2 separate regions of the Gossypium hirsutum genome follow, and region 2 is linked to region 1. Evidence: chromatin contacts called from public Hi-C data. All regions are on one chromosome and are shown on one strand. Each heading gives the region's core, a stretch centred on a gene start, on an enhancer-like site or on the middle of the called end of the contact. The rest is flanking DNA. Distances are from core to core; before and after follow the strand shown. Region 1 holds the start of LOC107956219 (chaperone protein DnaJ-like). Region 2 has its middle 11 kb from the start of LOC121223065.

Evidence for each region. A called contact is a pair of places that touch in the nucleus more often than the background predicts.
Region 2: a contact with region 1 is called in a Hi-C map of leaf, with 2.4 times the contacts expected there. The contact joins the enhancer-like site here to the promoter of LOC107956219 in region 1. A contact is called at or near these places in 4 of 34 Hi-C or Micro-C datasets (callus and leaf).

What each region holds. Positions count from the first base shown.
Region 1 is chrD11:29,268,777-29,273,148 of Gossypium_hirsutum_v2.1, forward strand. It overlaps LOC107956219 (chaperone protein DnaJ-like), which reads left to right and starts at 1,745. Exons shown (of 7, transcript XM_016891941.2): 1 at 1,745-1,799; 2 at 2,083-2,154; 3 at 2,265-2,318; 4 at 2,467-2,508; 5 at 3,189-3,415; 6 at 4,033-4,193. The coding sequence starts at 1,745.
Region 2 is chrD11:29,357,321-29,361,692 of Gossypium_hirsutum_v2.1, forward strand. No RefSeq gene overlaps it. Among protein-coding and RNA genes, the nearest start is that of LOC121223065, 11 kb to the left of the region's middle. Within about 2 kb of position 2,636, at least 3 of the 9 cell types and tissues checked have an H3K27ac peak or open chromatin away from gene starts, as enhancers often do. A contact at or near this core is called in leaf, where this site is marked.

The DNA.
Region 1 (4,372 bases), core at 495-2,994:
AACTGGAACCAATTAGAAATAATTTTCATGATCAACTTTTACAACACTGAACATAAGCTGATCGGCTTAAACTGTTAATGACACTCAAGATGTCTAACCTTAAGAATGAGAACAATAAGGGTATTGTTCAACCCTGAATCAATCGAACCACTATTAAACACCCTTTTGACCTATTCACAAATAACGCTTTCTACTACATCCTATTGAATTTGGAAAAATAGAGCATAAAAGTCATCGCTACCTGGGGCCTTCAAAGGGGCCATATCAAAGAAAGCTATATTAATTTCCTCATCCGAAATATCCTTGCCTAGAAAGTCAATATTACTCGAATCAAGGCTTGAAAAAGGATTAGGCGGTAACGATCCCAAGAGACCTGGAATTTCGCCATAAAGGTTTGGAAAAAAACATTATTCCTCGGACTGAAGAACATTTGGATCACAACACCATTCACCTTCTGAAGTCGCAAGTAGAAATGTGGATAAATTTCCTCCTCCAAAGTGTTTGACTATGAAAAAACCTAATAATCTTATCACCCATTTTTAGCCAATCACATTTAGATTTTTACTTCCACAATAACTCTTCATGATACATGGCTGATTCTAACTCATCCCTTACCTCCTTCTCTTGCATAGACAAGTGAATAGAACTAGACCTCTCCATCGCTCTCTGAATGCCAGTCAAACAATTAACAAGATGCCTTTTCCTATAACCAATATGCCTATAAATAACTTTATTCCACTTTTTGATATCTATGGTAAATCTAGAAATAGTATCTGACATGCACCTATCACACCTCCACTCTTTTTTAACAAAGTCCGTGAAATTTGGGTGTTCAGTCCCCCTAGCCAAGAACCAGAAGGGACGCCCCCTATGCGTATTTTAATTTGACCTAAATGAGAGCTAAATAGGTTTATAGTCTGATTTGATCCTCGAAAGATGAGACACCATACAATTAGGGAAAGCAATTGCCCAAGCATCATTACCAATTACAATATCAAGAGTCTCAAAGGTTCGACCTTTTTGCCAGGCGAAAGAAAGGCCCTTAAAACTTATGTCTTGCAAATTTTCTGAGTCAACAAAATCACCAAATATAGGGCACCTTCTACCCTTGGATTTACCACAATTTTTATCATTTTTGGCCAATAATGCATTAAAATCCCCAATAGCTACTCATGGAGTCGAATCATAAAGAATAGATGACTTCAGATCTTCCCAAAGCCTTTTACGCTTCACTTTATTCGGGCTATCATAAACAAAGCCAATAAAAGCACTAGTAGAAAAACTGCTACTAAGAACATGAACCAAAATAAACTGAGGATGGCTTCAAGTAACTTCCACTTGAATCGAATCTTTTTACCCAACTCATATACCTCTAACAAGACCAGTCGCTTACACTCGATAAGAGTACTGCAAACCCAACTTAGCAATAACAACATCTATTTTTGTCCTATATACCTGAGTGTTCCTGATCATTTTGAATCGACTTTCGCAATCATGAATAGTTCTATTGAGATTTCTCCCAAATTTACCATCTCCAACCTTAATCTTAGTAGCCCATCTTTTGGAAACTATAACAGTGTTTCCCCTGACTCTAGAAAGACCAACAACACTTGAAAAAATCGGCGAAGGAATCGAATTCTCTTTGAATGCCACTATCAAATGTTGCCCAAAATCTAGATCTCCCTTCATTAACGGAATTGCTACCTTAATCGCCTCTTCAAAAATCAGATTAAAATGGGAATTTATGCCAGACCGAGTTCTTGTCGGAGAACAAATTCCAGCAGCTACACTGACACTATGTTTGGTTGGGTGTATTGGATATGCCAATACACCCCTAATCGGTGGCCCCACCCAATCCCCCCTCATTCCTATGTTTGGTTCATGGTATTGCTAATATCATTGTAATCTATTACTGATTTAATCGGTGCATTTCACCGATTTGTAATCTGTCCATTTTGCCCAGATTAGGCGCCGCATCGATTTACCATCCCTGTTATACCCTCCCATCGGCTTCCCCTTTGTTTCTCTTTTGTTCCTTCTAGCCTCTGCCGATTTCCTTGTTGGTAAGTTAATCCCCTTCAGATTTCCTTGTTGCTGAAGCCTTAGTTGCAGCTTCTTCAAGCTTTCGAACTGTACTTTCTGATTTCCTTGTTGGTAAGTTAATGGGTTCTTCAAGTTTTATTCTTTTATGATATTATTGGCATAACTGAGTAGTTTTTCCTTATTGGTAAGTTAATCCCCTTTAAATTTCCTTGTTGCTGAAGCCTTAGCTGCAGCCTCTTCAAGCTTTCGAACTGTACTTTCTAATTTCTTTGTTGGTAAGTTAATGGGTTCTTCAAGTTTTCTTCTTTTATGATATTATTGGCATAACTGAGTAGTTTTTCCTTGTTGGTAAGTTAATCTCCTTCAGATTTGTTTCACTCTGCTGATTCTGCATGTAATCGGTTTCTCCTTTTCTGATTACAGGTTCTTCTTCATCGCACTGTGCCTGGATTTGGTCATTTACAGGTTAATTTTCCATAGTTATTTTATTTTTGGGTGAGGAATTGTTTCTTTTAATTCTTTTTCGAGTTGAGAAAATTGATAGTCTCCTTCCTGTTGAAGAGCATTGGGGATTTTTTTCAATTGATTAGTTTTTCTTTATTATTATTACTGGAAATTCCTTTTGAAAATCAAAAGAGTGCAAATATAAGCTCTTTCGTGTTGTGCCTGATCAATATCATAACCATAAAAGTGTATGAATAAAAGGAGAATGAAACAAATAACAAATAATGAGCCCTATAGAGATAAACAAGCATAAAAACATTACTCTTCAACCTTACAACAGTTCAGGGTAGAAAAACATTGTCAACTTGACACAAATAAAATCAATTCAGTGAACGCACTATTTCACATAAAAACCCTACCTTCTTCTATCTATACTTATTTTCCAACATGTTTCAGAACCTAACCAGTACATAACCCTCCTGGTTTCCCATAAAAGGCTAAGCAAGTTTGGCAGTTGGTTCAATTATAAACACTTCAAAATTGAAATTAGAAGATTTAAATCAATCCCAAAGAAAAAGTCAGTAATTATTGTATAATTAAAAGTCAAGGAGTTCACATACAAAAATAAAAATCAAGAACCCCAGAACTAAAGGAGTGATAAAGTCAACAAACATACCCAGAACTTACTGTTGAGTAACTAGGAACTTTTAGCTGCAGAAGTAGGATAAAGGAGGTTGTAGTCTTAGGTCTTAGATATTTTCTTGTTGTTGAGTATAGAAAATGCTCTGGTTTTAACAAGGGCCCTCCAAGAGATCTCTATGCATATCTAGATGTTCAAGAAGTCCCAGAAATTCAAAGAGATGGCATAAATCTTTTGTCAACAGTTTCCATTAGTTACCTTGATGCCATATTGGGGTCTGTTGTCAAGGTAGTTCCTCACTATTTTTTGCGTTATCTTACATTCATGCATTAAATTTTTTATCCTTTAGTTTTCATATTAATTCTTATAAATTTAAGAAATGCATAAAGTTTGAATGAAAAAGCATGTGCATTTTATTACATTACTTGTAAGCCTATTCCTATCTCCCTTATGAAATCACATTCTCAAGGTGTCATCCTAAAATGCACTGCACATAGCTTCAATCAGGGAGACAGCCTGATGCATGCTCAAGTAACTCATTTAGGTTCTGCATCACAGCCATATGCCATTTTATGCCAGAGAGTTTTTGCGAAACACTGCCTTGCACCGTGAAGTGTTTTCTGAGCTATATTTGCTACTTTTTTGTTTTTTAACATGATCCAAATAAAGATACAAATTTGTATTTTTGGTGTCTTATGTTCAATCAACGAGACAGCCATATGGCATTTTATGACCCGCCAAATACATGTAAATTTTTTAAAAATTTTAAACATACCCATGTCGGAGACATGCCTGTATCTGACACACTTGAGTCCCAGGAACATACTTGGTGTAACTTTATTCTTATTTTCCCTTAACCAACATCTCGTACTTCATCAAGTATTTGATTCCTTTCACTTAAACAGGTTAAAACAGTGGAAGGGGTGACTGACCTACAGATCCCACCAGAGACTCAACCAGGGGATGTATTAGTACTTGCAGGGAAAGGCGCACCAAAGCTGAACAAACCATCTATACGTGGTGACCATTTATTCACAATCAAAGTTAACATACCGAATAGAATTAGGTATAAGATAAATTTTTATTAGCATTTAATTATGTGGAAATAGGATAGCTGAACTGCATTCTGAATTAAATATATCATTTGATTCTCTTTTATATTTTCTTTCTAGACCATATGAATTATCTTCAGTTTGGTAAATTAAACTACTTTATAGTGGTGTGGCCTTGCCTGACCTGATCTGT
Region 2 (4,372 bases), core at 1,386-3,885, 89 kb after region 1:
TCACAATCCATCATTAATCGTCTTTACAACCTTTTTAATATGATTTCTTACGTGCATTAAGGAACATTACAATTTACAAATCACAGTTAATTAAATACTTATTTTTTTCATTTAATAATGTATAAAAATGAATTCCTACTTTAATTATCTGGCAATAAAAATGTTGAAATCACTTAAGAAATGAAAAAAAAATCTAAACTTAAAATAAATTAGAGAAGGAAATGAAAGTAAAAATAAACAAAATAATTTAACGAACTTTGGATGAATGCTATTAATCATTGTCCCATAAAAATTTTCTTAATCAAAATTGCCCATTTCTAGCATTAGAGAACTTTTTTTTTCCTTATTTACTATTTACTACCAATAATTAAATATCTCACATCACATAATATAACATAAGACTAGAAATAGCTAAACATTTCCAGAACCAAATAATAATGGGCAAAATGAAAAGATAAACATTTGAAAAAAATGAAAAAAAAATTAGTTTTAATTTAAATACATAAAATTAAATTAGATATAAAAAATAAAAAAATTATTTTGGGTGCCAATTGATGAATTTTAATGTAAAAATATATACTCACATATACAAAGAAAATATTCAAAATTTTTGAGGTGACTCCTTAAGCTATCCACAATTGATTACAAATGTAAGCATTTGGTTAAAATTTATATTTGACAATGAATCGAAATTTTATACATTGAAGTCACCTGAGTTTATTTTTATTGATTGTATAGAATTAGATATTATCATCCAATAAAATATAAACCCAAAAACCTATTTATTTTTATAGGTATTATTGAATGTTGACAAGGCTACTACGTGAAGCCTGGAAGCCTTTATAATTCCAGGCCAGATATCTTCTTCTCCTAATGTAGCCCATAAATAAATGGTTAATGACCCATTAGGAGTTGTTTGGTCCCTACTTTGGCCTGTTGCTTCACACAAAAACAAATTGTGTATGGGTCTATTCCAAATCTCGATCATGCTTCCAAAAATTGCGGTCCCTGAAGCAAAAATGGTCATCCTAGAGTTTTGTGCATGTTCAAATTTAAACGCATGATGTTTGTGATATTCAAGTCATGCAGGCAAAAATGATACCACTTGGGTTGGTTAATCCAATTTTTTTTTTATTCTGAGAAGTTATTGCAAAGTTAAGCAATTCATAAAAATAATAATAGAAGAAGGATCGATTATTACTTTCAATTATTATTAAAAGTAAAAATACTTAAAATAAGAAGAGTCACAATATCTAAAAGCGCGTCGAATTTTGTATATAAAATGAGATTGACCAAGTCTTCTAAGCACTTAAAAGCATCTCGGTAGATGGTATAATTTATTGACATGAAATTGTTTTGTGCGTAGAAGCCTTGACTGACTTCTACACATATTTGTACTAGTTCTACCATCAAGAAGTACCATAACAATTTTCTCCTAATTTCATAGCAATAATTGGAAGTGGCTTCATATTTTAGTGGGTATTTCAAATGGTGCTCACAATACGAACTACATTTGAGGCAACTCCTACGTTGTTAAAAAAATTAATAATTATGGGTTTAAATTTTACCATATGCAAAGTTGATTTTGTTTATTGAAATACAAATTAAAAATTCTCTTCAGACTATCGGCACAATGTTGAAATATTCCATTTGTTAAACAAGTTTTTATGTAAGGGTGGCTAAACTAGAGGGTTGTAAAATCAATTCCTAAGATTAGTTTGGAAGGTTAAATACATTGCGACAGAAACAAGCATGGCATCGCCCCCTCTGAATTTTGGCTTCTTCTCCCACATTCAATCCATTATATTATATCTTCCCCCAATACCCATTGTACAACAAATCCCGGAAGTTTTGGCTGAGAAAACCAAAATAAAGAGTGGTAATCCTATATTTAAAATTCATCAACTGTCACTGCCCGTATAGACTACAAAAAACCACCCAACTTTTTCTGCTTTGAAAACGAATAAACACAACCATCCAATTCTTTTAATCAGATACAAACAAGGTTTGCTAACTTTGAAGATTAGAATCAATTGGGAATAGTAACTCTATTAGTGAGAGTATCCCTATCAATAGATTAGTGGGATTGATTAGTTTATTCTAAATAAAAGAATGTCGTCGGGTGGCTTTTGTCGCGGCGTAGGTGACCTTAGGCCTTCAATCAAGGTTTCATTTAGTTTGATTATGATTATTTTAATTAATAAAGAAATAAAAAAAGTTATGATCTGACACAACAATGTGCCCTTTAAAATTTTGGAATTTTTTGATGGTATCCTTGGACATTGTTTCTGTTTTGCCTTGTTCTAAACCATTCATTATTCCTTTCACTTTACCAACAATTTTATATTTGTTTACTGTGCTTGCCCAATTTATCCATCTCCATATATGCCTTCCTCATAATTTTAGCAGCTTAATTTTTCAAAATGGTACATCTCCCAAGGTAGTATGTACTTGGGATTGAGCTTTACATTTCATTCTTGGAAAAGTACCAACTTTTTATCTCAAGCAGGTAAGGCAATGCAGTTCCAAAGTCCTTTTGTTATGAGATTAACGCCATTCTGGTGGACTAGTTCGATACATCCAAAGAATTGAGGGGGGTTGGGCTTTCGTGAATTTGACATCTTTAATGGTCCCCTTCGGCTAAACAAGCTTGGCCAGTACTGCTTTTGGGTTCAGGTTCTTAAAGCCATTTGTTTTCCTTTTACCTCGATTCTTGATGCTCAAAAGGGCAAAGTCCTGTCATGGGCATGGAAAAGTCTATCTGAAGGTGTAAAAATGCTGCGACCTGGATAAACACGCCGTGAACCGATCCCTCACTAGCACAAATAGAACATGCAACATTTATTTTAATGAAAAATTTGATACGATACCGAAATTGTACCCACCACCATGCTCCCATAACCCTAAAATTTTCCCAACATTTTCTAGTACAATCCTTCATTGTTTTAATCATCTAATGAATTAAAAAATATATAGTTTGGCACCGGATCAGTTGACTTAATCACTCATATCCACGATCTCTTTACTGAAAGAACAGAGTTCAAACCCTTTGGCACAAGAGAAAATGAAAATGCTAAAGTCTCTTCTCAAAAGCTTGGTGCCATGAATTATTGTTTGAGGAAATTGAATATTGCTGGTTATTGACACTTGAAATTAATATGGTAAATTTTGAAACCATTTGATAATATGGTAAGAGACAGCTGCTGTCTATCTTCTTTTCTGTTCTTTTCTTTTTTGAAAGATATTATTGTTATTTTTTCCATTCCATCATTGATGTCATTGCTTACATGTATAATATAATTTAATCAATGTAGGGTAAGTTGGAAGGATTAATACTTGGTATACTGTTAGTAGAGTTTTTACACTCTACAAGTTAAGTTACGTTTAGGGGTTTGACAAGTATTTTATAAGAGTATAGAAAAATATTAAAATATAAATATTTTTTAAAAAAGACACATGACAATGTTTTAAGACTATTTGTAAAATAAAATTTTTAATTGAACTTTTTTATTCTAATTCATGTTTATCCATCTTAATTTATAAATTAAATATAAAATATCATATATTGACAAAAAAAATTCTCTGTAAAAAAGGCAAAGTGGGCTTGGCCCCAAAAAATTGAAAAATTACATATATATATAGTATATATTTTTATGTATTTTTATTTTAAATAAAATAAATTTGATCCATAAAAATAAATTTGATTTGATGCTTTATCTTTAATTTAATTCTATACATCGTGAATTAAAAAAATTATTCTTAACTAGTATAGTTCATCTACACTTCGCACAAGATTGATTATTTGTTTATGTTAAAATATAGACTAAACATTTGAAGATTAAATATACTCTGAGCAAAGTTTTCAGAACCAAAACGGTCGTTGAACTGGTCAGCCAACCGTTCGTATGATTCGATTAAATGAATCGTTCAAAAGCATAAAAAATAAAAATATTTAAAATATAAAAAAACGAGTTCAATTGGGTTTTTAGCCTATTCTATAGGCCCGTACCAATTCACGGGTCAATCGGTCTGATGCTTCTCTTCGAACTAGTGCCCCAGTCGGTTCAATTGATTCAAAGAACCATAGCTCTAAGTCTCTACACTTCATACATTTGAAATTTAGTCCAAATTTTATTTTCAAGAATCTAATCTCTCAATTTTATGGATTTAAAAATATGCTTTCAAAATATATATAATCTTGTAATATTTTAATTGGAAAACTAACGATATTAATCATTTGAATTAGTTAATAAAATTATAAAGATATAGAGAACGAATTATATTAGAAATTAAAGTATGAGGATTAAATCTCAAATTTAAGCATATTAGAAAGACCAAAATTAAAAATTATTTATTTTTCATAAAATGAAAA